2 separate regions of the Mus musculus genome follow, and region 1 is linked to region 2. A link is a contact called in public HiChIP or PLAC-seq data. All regions are on one chromosome and are shown on one strand. Each heading gives the region's core, a stretch centred on a gene start, on an enhancer-like site or on the middle of the called end of the contact. The rest is flanking DNA. Distances are from core to core; before and after follow the strand shown.

Region 1 (6,406 bases), core at 184-2,683, 1.0 Mb before region 2:
AGTGCCAGCCGTGAACACAGGAGCATGTCAGTGAATGGGTGGTAGGGCCCTAGGATTGGGTGAGCTCACCTGGGACAGGAGATGCTGGGCCTGGCCCAGAGCACCCACAGTACAGGCCTGATGGAAGGTATCCCAGGGACCAGGAAATGAGATGGGTGTCAAGGAAGCTGGGGGTGGAAGGTGCTTCAAGAAGAAAGGCGGGACTCTGTGACAGCTGTTTCAGGAGGTCACGGATTTATTACTGTGTGGGATTTAGCATCGTGGAGATCAGAGTTACCTTGACAAGGCTTTTCTTGTAGCACAGCAGGGACAGAAATCTTCTGGTGGGTTGAAGCATGAGTGGGAGGTGAGGAAATGGGACCAGGCATTTTGCTCTGAAGTCTAGGGAAATAATTGAGAATGAGCAGCAGGTGGCAGGGTCAGGGTCCCCCAATCCCATCACCCAGGCACATTAGCAGAGTCATCCAGAAAAAAAAAAAAAAAAAAAAAAAACAACAACAACAAAACTGGCACTGCCCAGCCATAGTGCTGATAATTGCTCTGCCCATAGCAAGCACAAGGTAGCCTCTGCCACAGGGCTTTGCCGTAGCCAATGCCAACGTCACTGAGGTCCCTGGAGTTGGCTCTGTTACTTCTATGTGTCCCTGGGTTTATCTCGGGGCCTCTCCTTTTCTCTTTTCAATGTAGATCAGAGATCTTTCCTTTGCGTGCTGTATGAATGATATGCAGCTCCTAAGAGAAGCAACCTTGTCTCAGGCGCTCCGCTCAGGCGAACGGGAATCCTTCTGGGTAGTAGGAGACAGTAACAGAGCCTCCTAATGTAGGCTGCCTTTTGTAGATCAGAAGCCCGCATCAATGGATATCGTCCCAGCAAGTGGAATGAATGGTTACCAGGGTCGGGCATCAGTCATCTCTGTCTAGACAGTGAAGCCTCGGGCAAGGTTGTGAGTAAGATCTGGGGATCCCAGGGAAACCCTGGATTTCCGTTCCTGGGGCGATAGGGCTTTTAGGATCTCAGTCCTGGCCCACGAATAAGACTGAACATCTTAGTCTCCAGAGCCCCTCAAGCGCAGGTCTCCCACCCTTCACAAGCTGGGCCTCCCACCCTGCTTCACACTCCTTTGGGCAGACTGGGTCATCTAAAATCTCTCCAAACACCATCCTTGCCCCTGAGATTTCTTTTCCTGGTTGTGTCCCTTCCGGTGGCCAGCACAGTGTGAGCCCCGAAAGACTGTCTCAAAGATACACTGCCTCCCTGGAAAATGCCATCAGGGATGCAAACAGGGCGGGAGGGGGGCCCCCAAGAGCGTACGAAAACTTTGAAACTTTGCAGCAGGCTGGGATCCAAATGGGCAGGGCGCAGACGGGGTATCCGTGGTAACCAGCGTAGGCGTGTCATTTATTGCCATCCCTACTGCCACGGCACTTAACAGTTTGCAAGGTGTTTCACACCCTAATGTCATTGCAGTCCTTGCAACAGCCCTGCCAGTGGCCACCAATGCCCCCATTCCACAGGCGAGCACGCGGAGCCTCCGCAAAGGAGCCTGCTGTTCCCTAGTCAGCGCAGCTGCTCCTGGATTAGAACTTGCATCCCTGAGGCGACTCCGGGCTCCTCCCCGGCCGCCCCTCCTCCACGCTGCCTCTGGCTGTGCTGGCCAGGAGCCTCACCGAGGCCACAGAGCTCGGCTTGGCTCCCGCCTCGTTCCTCCTCTGCTGTGGGTCTTGGGCACGTGGAGCCAGGCTCCCACGGTGGCGGCGCCGCTGACTGTAAGTACCGGGAAGGGGCGACAATCCAAGGCAGCTGAGAACCCCTCTCTATGGGGATCCCCTGGGGGGCTGGACTGGGGCCTGCCCACGCGCCCAGCATGGAGATTTAATGCTGCAGAAGCGCAGGGAAGGAGCACCCTAACCCAAAGCTCTGCTCCCCGCCCCCACTCCCACTTCCACCCCACACACTCATACATACACCAGCATTCTGGAGCAGGTGGCGGTTCCGGACACTGGAAGGTTCACAGAAGGGGACATACACACCCGCACGCGCGCGCGCGCGCGCGCGAGTCACAGGTTCACAAAGCTCCCAAACTGTCTAGAAAGGAAGGAAACGGGGCCCGGGGCCCAAGAGGGGAGCTATACCTTTGGGGCCAGCCACAGTGCTGCGGGGTAGAAAGAGATGGAGCGGTTGGGTCCCGCAGCTGGATAAAAACTGGATTAAAAAAATAGTAATAATCGTTCTAGTAGCTGGAAACGGGAGTTGGGGGGCAACAGGGGATCCAGAACCGGCTCTGCCAGTCCTCAGCACGGGCTAGGCGAGAAATTCTTTTCAGGTGAGTCTGTCTCGGGGTGTGTCTTAGAAGGGACTAGGTAGCCTGCACCAAAATGGGGAGCCCCAGACGTGGCATCCTTAGGGGGTACCGGGTGGAAGGAACTCCTCCTCCCCTTCACTCTCCTTGAGCACTCCCAGGAAGAGCCGGCTGGGGAGGGAACAGTCGAAGATTCTTGCAGTAATCCAAGATAAGAGATAAGGAACAGGGTTAGCGACATTACAGAATTCTCTTGGATTTCTCCCAGCTAGTAAACGCAGTCCTGGCATTTCCTGGGGGGTCAGAATCCAGGTGCTAATCTTTGGCCCTCCCTGGAAGGTTTAAAAGTAAGTGCCAGGACCAAACCCATAAGGGTCTTCACGCTCTAGGGCTTCCCAGATACCCCCATCTAGTCGAGAACTGAGATTCTCAAAAGACAGACCCTGTGGAGGGCAGCAATACTGCCATCTAATTCCTGGCTCGGTTGGTCCTCTGCCGTTCTGCCCAGCCCTCCCACAGCCTCTCTGAGAACTCCACTCTCAAGCTCTGAATTGAGTGTGCAAATCCAGTGCCTACTGAATGAACACTGAGTGATACCAAACTTGAAGCAGCCAGCCAGTCAAGTAGGCATGTTAATTGGACAGGCAGATGATAAATGGGAACAAAAACAAACAAACAAAAGACCAAGGTTTAAATTGCAAATTGAGTTTGAGGGCTACTAAAACCAAGGGAAACAGGAACAGACTGACCAGGGCGGGTTCAGACTCGAAGTAATTTGAGAACAGACCCTAAGGGGATATTGGAACAGAGATGCCTCCTTAATGAGTAGGGTAGAAAGGAAGAGCATTCCAGGCGGGAGGAATCAAGGCCAGGTCTGAGCAGAGAGAGGCAAGGTAAGAGTATGTGTGTGTCAGGGGGCTGGGGAATGCCGGGACTATAGACTTGGGTTTGGAGGTAAGAACTAGTAACAAGTTTTTTGGGTTTTTTTTTTTTTTTAGATTTATTTATTATATGTAAGTACACTGTAGCTGTCTTCAGACACTCCAGAAGAGGGCTCCAGATCTCCTTACGGATGGTTGTGAGCCACCACGTGGTTGCTAGTATTCGAACTCAGGACCTTCGGAAGAGCAGTCAGCGCTCTTAACCACCAAGCCATCTTTCCAGCCCCTAGTAACAAGTTTTAAGAAGGGAGGGATGTAACCATGATTTCATGAGCTACAGAGTGCAGAGAATATCTCAAAGGCCTATGAAGGACCGAGGCGGGAAGATGGACAAGGATATAGCTTGGGCTGAGGTGGTTGGTGATCCAGCAGGCATCCCAACAGACTTGGAAGCACTCACGTGTACATCCAGGTCCACACAGGCTCGGGGAGAGCTACATACTCTCACACCCCTATCTGCATGCCATTCCCAGGGACTCTCAGCAGATCCACCTGTCTACACCCTCTGAGTCACTTAGAACGGAAGGAAGATGAGGTCTCTGACCCATTAGCCCTACAAAGCCATGGCTAACAGCACTGCTCGGGCTGGCTAGAATCCCCCAAGCCCTGCTGTCTCTACATAACCACATGAACTTTGGTCTCTCCCGGGAAACAGACCCAAACCCCTCTGCATCTCTCTCCTGACGCAAACCTCCCTGTCTTTACTGCCACTGATTGTAACATTAGCAGGTTTCAGATCTGGGGAGACTAAACGTTTAAGAGCACCGCACCGGCTGCTCTTCCAAAGCACCTAGGTTTGATCCCAGTACCCACGAGGCAGCTTACAACCCTCTGTAACTGTAGTTCCAGGGGACCTGACACCCAACTCCTGCCTCCACCGACGCCAGGCACACATGCGGAGCATAGAAATGCATGCAGGCAAAACTCATGCACATAAAATTAAAATTAAAACAAACAAACAAAAAACCAGTTAACAGGTCTTCTCTAGTCTCAGTCTCCTGGGGCTCACAACCCCCAAGTTTGCAGGATGCTGTTGCGACATCAATGAGGAAGTAATTTTCAAAAACCGTGGCTTGTGGCTCAGAATGTAACTCAGTACTTGGGTAGAATGCCCAGAGCCTGGGCTTCCAGCCTCAATATGGCATAAAACTGGACATGGTGATACACTCTCGTAATACTAGCACTCAGGAAGAAAAGAATGGAGGGTTAGAATTTCGGGGTTCTCCTGGGCCACATAGCTCAAAGCTAGTCTGAGATGCTGTCTGAAAAGAAAAGAGGTGGGGAAACACCCCACCCCCATCCCCGTGGTCTGGGTGGGCCTCGGGAAGGGATGGGAGGTGGAGGAGTACATGGACCTAAGTCCAATCTCTTCAGCAGCGAGTGCCTGGCTTCCTGCACCCTGCAGTAATGAGTCACCAGCATTTATCACTTATTGTGAGCTCTCTGTGCCTTGCCCGTCACTGTCGTTTGATTATCAGATTCTCCATCTATAAATTGGGAGGGGAGCAGGATCCACTTAAGGATACCCTGATGAAGTGTTAAGTGAGAATCTGCATATTGAGTCCCTGACTCACAGTAAAGGGTCATTGTGTGCCACTGCACTCTGGCTCGGTGACTTTGGGTGAGTCATGTGTTCTCCATGAGCCACAGTGTCTGTCTGTCTGCCTGCCTGTCTGTCTACACGTGGGAAGAATGAAAGTCCTCGGTTCTTAGGAGCCTTGTGATGCCTAACCCGATCCACCCAATGAAGGGTTCAGTGAGGGCTGGATGTGGTGGCACTCGCACACCTTTAACCTTTTTTATTTTTTTATTTTATTTTATTTTATTTTATTTTATTTTATTTTTGGTTTCAAGACAGGGTTTCTCTGTATAGCCCTGGCTGTCCTGTAACTCACTCTGTAGACCAGACTGGCTAGAACTCAGAAATCCGCCCACCTCTGCCTCCCAAGTGCTGGGATAAAAGGTGTGCGCCACCACTGCCCAGCTTAACCTTTTTTTTTTTTTTTTTTTTTAAGACAGGTTCTCATGATAGAGCTCTGGCTGCCCTGAAACTCACCATGTAAACTAGGCCAGCTTCGCACTCACAGAAATCCACTTGCCTCTTCCTCTGGAGTGCAGGGATTAAAGGCTTGTACTTTGTTTCTTCTGGACTCTGACATGTGCACATACATGAACAATGACATATATCCAGAAGCAATATATATATATAAATCAAGTGAATCACTACCATAATGGTTTTCTCCATTGTTCCCTCAGGTGGGCACAGCCCCCCGAACCCTGAGCAGGCACCATGGACTGGAAGAAGCTCCAAGACCTATTGAGTGGCGTGAACCAGTACTCCACGGCATTTGGGCGCATCTGGCTGTCAGTAGTGTTCGTCTTCCGGGTGCTGGTGTATGTGGTGGCTGCCGAGCGTGTGTGGGGTGACGAGCAAAAAGACTTTGACTGTAACACCAGGCAACCCGGCTGTACCAACGTGTGCTATGACAACTTCTTCCCCATCTCCAACATCCGACTCTGGGCCCTGCAGCTCATCTTCGTCACGTGTCCGTCTATGCTGGTCATCCTGCATGTAGCCTACCGCGAGGAGCGGGAACGGAAGCATCGCCAGAAGCACGGGGAGCAATGCGCCAAACTGTACAGCCACCCGGGCAAGAAGCATGGCGGCCTGTGGTGGACCTACTTGTTTAGCCTCATCTTCAAGCTCATCATCGAATTGGTCTTCCTGTACGTTCTCCACACGCTCTGGCATGGCTTCACCATGCCGCGTCTGGTACAGTGCGCCAGCATAGTACCCTGCCCCAACACCGTGGATTGCTACATCGCTCGGCCCACGGAGAAGAAGGTCTTTACCTACTTCATGGTAGGCGCTTCTGCCGTCTGCATTATTCTCACCATCTGTGAGATCTGCTACCTCATCTTCCACAGGATCATGCGAGGCATAAGCAAGGGCAAGTCCACAAAGAGCATCAGCTCCCCGAAGTCCTCCAGCCGGGCCTCCACCTGTCGCTGTCACCACAAGCTGCTGGAGAGTGGCGATCCGGAAGCAGACCCAGCCAGTGAAAAGCTGCAGGCTTCAGCGCCCAGCCTGACCCCCATTTGAACCAGGTGCTAGAGAAGGGGTGAAGCCGGGAGGTGCTGCAGGTGAAGGGGTCCTGGGGGCGC
Region 2 (6,275 bases), core at 327-2,826:
CTCACAAGGCCATGACACCCTCTTCTGGCCTGGCTCACCCTCCTCATGCAGACCAACAATGAACTGGACGCTCAGAGGGTTGCAACAGAATTCACCTTCAGGAAGCGGCTTCGGGAAATGGAGAGTTTTTACAGTGAGCTCAAGTGGCAAGAGAAAAATGTGAGTGTCACCACCACCCCCTTACCCTCCCCCAACCCCACCACCCTGCCTTTCCCACCATGCTGTGAGGCAGGGCATAAGGAACCCTGCCCTGAAGCTTCAGTTGGGAGCCCTAGTGTGAGTCTTGCCGGTGGAGAACAGTAATGTCTGCCACAGACCTTAGAAGAGATAGCCGAGCTGCAGGGAGACATTCGGCGCCTGGAGGAGGACCTGCGTAGAAAGATGATGAACTTGAAGCTTGCACATACCCGGCTGGAGTCCAGAACCTACCGGTCCAATGTGGAGCTCTGCCGGGACCAGGTACAAGGGGCCCCGGTGGGGACCACCCCTGTCTGCTAAGGAGACCTCAGTATTACCCCTCTTCGCACGTTTCTTGTGGAACAAGCATTCTGGTCCAAGGCAGTTATGCGACCAGCTGAAGGGTCTTGCGGCTGAACTGAAAACCCCATCCTGCCCCTCTGTCTTCAGACACAGTATGGCCTCATTGATGAAGTCCACCAGTTAGAGGCAACCATCAATACCATGAAGCAGAAGCTGGCCCAAACACAGTAGGTTTAGAGAGTGGGCAGGAATAGTGGGGGGCACTGCTCAACCATGGGGCCGTAGTGCCTGCTGGTCTCTCTGGGCTTTATGCTGGTGAGATGTCCTGGCCCCTGCAGCCTGATGTAGGGCTCTGAGCTCCCGATGCTTTGCGTTACAGGAACGCTTTGGATGCCCTGTTCAAGCACCTGGCCCGGATACAGGCTGATATCGCGTGCAAGACCAACACCCTGCTCTTGGACACCAAGTGTATGGACACCCGACGCAAGCTGACGGTGCCGGCTGAGAAATTTGTGCCCCAGGTGGACACCTTCACGCGCACGACAAACCGCACACTGAGTCCACTCAAAATCTGCCAGCTGGAGCTAACCTAGGCTTTGGCGGCTGAGGGAAGACACAAGATTGGTGGGAGGGGGGAGTAGTGAGGGGACAGTAAAATAATAAAAATGGAGTTCTCAAGCCAGGCTCTTTTCTGCTACCCCATGAGAGTGGCTGACCGAGTGAGACAGTCCACTTGAGCGATGGAGTCGCCTAGACTTCATAGGGGTCGAGTCCAAAGCGACTCCAGAAGGAATACGGGTGTAAAGATACAGGTGATCGCCCGCGGGCAGCAGTGGCTTTGAGTGGGCAACATTCTTGTTCAGGTGCTTTTCAAAGGGTCCTCCGCGGGATTTTAGGGAGCTGTCGGCCGCATTTGTGGTGCCATTTACAAATGAGAAGGTAGGGAGCGCCAAAGCGAAGCGTGCGAGTACTTATGGGGCGCTGAGACTCCCAGCCGTTGAGTGGCGCTGTGGGGTAGGACGTAGGCTGAGACTCCGGGCCACAAGGGGGCGCTGTGGGGCCGCGGGGAAGAGACGACCAAAGAGGCGGCAGCATCGATGCCGGAAGTGGCGACTAGTCCGCGCGCGGATGGCGGTGGCTGCGGCGGCAGCAGCTACAGCGATGTCGGCGGCGGGGGGCGGCGGGGCAAGTGCGGCCCGCTCCATCTCGCGCTTCCGAGGTTGCCTGGCGGGCGCGCTGCTGGGAGATTGCGTGGGCGCTGTCTACGAGGCACACGATACCGTCAGCCTGGCATCAGTCCTGAGTCACGTCGAGAGCCTGGAGCCGGACCCGGGCACGCCGGGCAGCGCGCGGACAGGTGGGCGGGGCACCACCGATCGGGTCCCCACCCCTGGGCGAGGGGACCGAGACTCGGGGGCGCGCGCGCAGACTAGGCTGCCGAGGTGGAGGCTCCTGCGGCGAGCTCCCACGAAGTCACGAGGCTGAAGGCCCCTGGATCGAATCGGTTTGCTCCAGCTCTCCGTGGTTGTAGGTCTCCAGCCATGACCACATTCAGAGCGCAGGCCTCGCCTAAAACCTTGGCTAGAGCCAGTTCCCGCGTGGCCAGTTCCGTCGTGACCAGCTTTCTCAAACTGCTGGCCCGATGTGGGCGTCGGCGAGGGCTGTCCCTAGCCTGTTAAGACATGTCCCTTCCTTTCGCTTGCAAACGCAGCTTGTCCTCAGATTCCAGGTCAGATGTCAGTAGAAGACTTGGTTCTTCTTGAAGAGCATGTAACATAGTAGAAGGGGGCCGTCGTCAGAACCCCAGAGGACTCCACGAGTTAAGAGGCATTTAGAGGTAGGGGAAGGAGCGAGGAAGGACGGGGTGTGCCGAGAAGTAGGAAGGATGGTAACAAAACCAGAGGAAAGAATTTCAAGACTAGGACACTGGTGTGTTACAGAAAAGTCAGGGTAGTCTGGACCCAGAAAACCATGTCGAGTTGGTCGAGAACATGGAAAACGGGTGTTAAAGGAAGCAGAGATAAGACAAATTTTATTTCATTATGGTTTGGTAAGATGGAAAAAAAAAAGGTGTGTTTTAGGTTGAGTGGTAGTTGGGACCCTGTGGCTGCAGGAAACACATTTTAAGAGGGTCTGAGTGGAAAGAACTGACAGAGTCCAAAGGAAGTTCTGGCCTCCAGCAGTGCTAAGTCCAGGAGTTCAACTCCTAACTAGCTTGCTTGGTTCCTCTTGGCCTTGAGTTTCCCTTTGGGGGGAGCTCACTTTGGCAGTCTCCTTTTCCTACAGTATGGTCCCAGTAACACTGCAGAAGAGGTTCTCCTTGGGGCTGGAGAGATGGCTCTGCAGTTAAGAGCACTAACTGCTCTTCTAGAGGTCCTGAGTTCAAATCCCAGCAACCACATGGTGGCTCACAACCACCTGCAGTGGGATCTGATGCCCTTTTGGGGGTGTCTGAAGACAGCTACAGTGTACTTACATATAACAAATAAATAAATCTTTAAAAAAAGAGAGAGAGAACGAGAGAGATTCTCCTTTGCTCCAACTCTACGAACATTGCAACTTGAGTCTGGAGCCCAGTCCTACATAAGGGACTGGCAATAAGAGATGGATGCCTTCAAGTTGCCGTCTAACTAGGCAGGAGGTCAGTCCTCCAGCTAGGACTAAAGAAGAACGGCTCCCTCAGGAAGACCAGGGCACAGAGCAAAAGGAGGGAGGACACACAGTGCCCCCTCACTCACAGACATGTGCTGAGCATATAGAGAGAAGGGCAAAGAGCAACACCTGACCCCAGTGAGCGAGGGTGACCTTTACCTATGACCAGGCTGGCAAAGACTAGGAATGTGTTTACAGCTATGAACGTGGGACACAGGGGCCACCTGAGAAGAGGGGAAATGGAGTTTGAACAACAAGGAGGGAGTGGACTGGCTATCTGAAGGATCCGGGAGGCACTCATTAGACGAGTCCATTCTCTGTAACTGTCTTCTCTCAGTGAAGCAAAGGTCCTGTCCTAGCAGGTTAGTAGCCTCTTTGAGTGTGGCATGTTAGAAGTATCAGAGTAGGGCTGGGCGCACTCTTTTAATCCCAGCACTCGGGAGGCAGAGGCAGGTTCATTTCTGAGTTTGAGGCCAGCCTGGTCTACAGAGTGAGTTCCAGGTCAGCCAGGGCTACACAGAGAAACCCTGTCTTGAGGGGTTAAAAAAAAAAAAGTACCAGAATATGAATGTGGTGCCACACACATGTGACACCACCACCCCCACCCCCCAGCACTCCAGCACTTACAAGAAAGAGGTGGGAATATGTCAGCAAGTTTGAGGTCAGCCTGGTCTACACAGCCCTGGGCGAGATAGGACTACTGACAGTGAGACCCTCTCTGTCTCAGAAACAAAGGGGGCTGCAGAGATAATTCAGCAGTTAAGAGCATGAAGGCAGACATACCCATCCAAACACAAACTGAAAGGAGGAGGCGATTCCAGAATACCGGAAGCTAGGGGAGATGAAGATGAGGTGGGTGGGGGTAGGGAGCAGACCTAGCTGCAAGGGTTTGAGCCAAGTGCTAGGATTGATTGGTCCTGAGCCTGCAGGGGAGCCATGAGATGGAAGATGGGAAAGGATGGGAGCAAACTGGAAGAGACTTGTGTACAGATCGAATGAATTGAAAAGGAGGCAATGTCCTACTTAAGAATTTGTGGCAGCCAGGCAGTGGTGGCGCACGCCTTTAATCCCAGCACTTGGGAGGCAGAGGCAGACAGATTTCTGAGTTCGAGTTCCAGGACAGCCAGGGCTACACACAGAAACCCTGTCTCGGAAAAAAAAAGAATTTGTGGCAGTGCGTAAAGCCACACTGGAGGTGGAAAGCATATAGTCCAAGCAGGCTAAGATGCTGAGGAGGGAGGGAGGAAGGGAGTGGAAAGTTTCCCTTCAGAAATCAGGGCTGGAGAGATGGCTCTGAGGTTAAGAACACTGACTGCTCTTCCAAAGGTCCTGAGTTCAAATCCCAGCAACCACATGGTGGCTCACAACCATCCGTAATGAGATCTGATGCCCTCTTCTGATCTGTCTAAAGATAGCTACAGTGTATTACACTATAGTGTATACAGTATATACATGCCTGCCTTGTTAGAAACAGTTGCTGAAGTTCCAAGGCTGAGGTCTGAAGACTTCCTGGCTTTCAGGAGGAAGGGGTAAGAGGTCACAATGAGGTCATCGTAGAGGTCAGCTGCTGGACCACCAAGAGGAACAAGCATTCATTCCACCCACCGCAGCCCTGTGGGTGGCTCTCACCCCTCCACCTTCTTCCTTGCAGAGACACTGTACTACACAGATGACACTGCCATGACCAGGGCCCTGGTGCAGTCCCTGCTGGCCAAGGAGGCCTTCGACGAGGTGGACATGGCTCACAGGTGAGGAGCAGGACCTGTATGTACTCAGCACCCCTTCCTCAGCAGGACCCTTTCCTTGGCTCACATCTGCTCCCCAAGCCAAACATTTGACAACACTGTTGGTACAGGCTCCCTAGGCACCTAGCACCTTCCAACCCAGCCCAGCCTTTTCTTCTAGCCCCGAGAGGCACATTTGAAACTCTCATCTGCCTCCCTTCTCTTCACCAGGTTTGCCCAGGAATACAAGAAGGACCCTGACAGAGGGTATGGGGCCGGAGTCATCACTGTCTTCAAGAAACTCCTGAATCCCAAGTGCCGTGATGTCTATGAGCCTGCCCGGGCCCAGTTCAACGGGAAGGGTTCCTATGGCAATGGGGGTGCCATGCGGGTAGCAGGCATCTCGCTGGCCTATAGCAGTGTCCAAGATGTACAGAAGGTACTGGGCAGGCTGGTCACAGAGTCCCCCCTCCCAACTCTGCCTGTAGAGATGTGACAGTGGCTCCTCCTCTCCGTAGTTTGCCCGGCTCTCGGCCCAGCTGACCCACGCCTCTTCCCTGGGCTATAACGGTGCCATCTTGCAGGCCCTGGCTGTGCACCTTGCTCTGCAGGGTGTATCATCCAGTGAGCACTTCCTTGAGCAGCTTCTGGGCCACATGGAGGAGCTGGAAGGTGATGCCCAATCGGTCTTGGACGCCAAGGAGTGAGTATAGGCTGGAGCGAGGTCCGAGGCAAGTCAGAGTGCGTGCAGGGCAGGGGTAGGTGGGTGGAATTGCCACAAAGCCAAACCCTCCACTCTTACTGGGAACTTTATGGAGTGGTTAGAAGAGGCCCCTTTGCCTCAAAAGATTCCTGGCTCTCAGAGCCTCAGACAACAGAACACCTCTCCCTCCCAACACTGTTAAGGCACATGCGCCTGGATGGGACCTGATGTCCCCAGTTCCTCTTCCGAGTCCAATCCCCCTGCCTGTGTCTGCCTGCTCACTCTGACCTTTTTGAAATTGCTTCCCAAACCCCAGGTTGGGTATGGAGGAGCGTCCGTACTCCAGCAGGCTGAAGAAGGTCGGAGAGCTGCTGGACCAGGACGTGGTGAGCCGAGAGGAAGTGGTGTCCGAGCTAGGTGAGTGGACCCCTGCTGACCGTGGAGCAGAGAAGGCTTCTGGGACAGTAGAGCTCCTCTTTGTAGGGTCCCTAGCTGGGCTTTGTACACTGTGCCTGCAGCCTTGACGATCAGTATCCCCAGAAAAGGCAGCTGGCAGCCAGTTTGTTCTCTAGTGTGGTTGTGGATGTAAATTTGCCTGGTACCTGTGCCCTGGGCACTGTGTGGAGGCCTTCACAGTGACCCGCCTTTCAACAGCCCTGGGAGAGAGAGAGAGCAAGGATTAAAGACGAGCGCAGGACTAAGTGGGACCCTTGCCT

The links. HiChIP or PLAC-seq counts read pairs in DNA pulled down with a chosen protein or histone mark.
Region 1: a FOXA1 HiChIP or PLAC-seq map of pancreatic cancer cells shows a contact between it and region 2. The contact joins the promoter of Gjb3 here to the promoter of Adprhl2 in region 2. A contact is called at or near these places in 2 of 39 promoter capture datasets (embryonic stem cells and pre-B cells) and 1 of 115 datasets of contacts at active chromatin or transcription factors (pancreatic cancer cells).

What each region holds. Positions count from the first base shown.
Region 1 is chr4:127,325,863-127,332,268 of GRCm38.p6, reverse strand. It overlaps Gjb3 (gap junction protein, beta 3), which reads left to right and starts at 1,433. Exons shown (of 2, transcript NM_001160012.1): 1 at 1,433-1,767; 2 at 5,498-6,406. The coding sequence starts at 5,532. The coding sequence ends at 6,344. Gm40251 (a long non-coding RNA gene) reads right to left here and starts at 2,906. Exons shown (of 4, transcript XR_868156.3): 1 at 2,134-2,906; 2 at 278-381.
Region 2 is chr4:126,317,004-126,323,278 of GRCm38.p6, reverse strand. It overlaps Adprhl2 (ADP-ribosylhydrolase like 2), which reads left to right and starts at 1,576. Exons shown (of 6, transcript NM_133883.2): 1 at 1,576-1,837; 2 at 4,784-4,880; 3 at 5,088-5,295; 4 at 5,375-5,559; 5 at 5,876-5,976. The coding sequence starts at 1,609. Tekt2 (tektin 2) reads left to right here. Exons shown (of 11, transcript NM_001357262.1): 8 at 52-159; 9 at 316-459; 10 at 628-707; 11 at 860-1,158. The coding sequence ends at 1,073.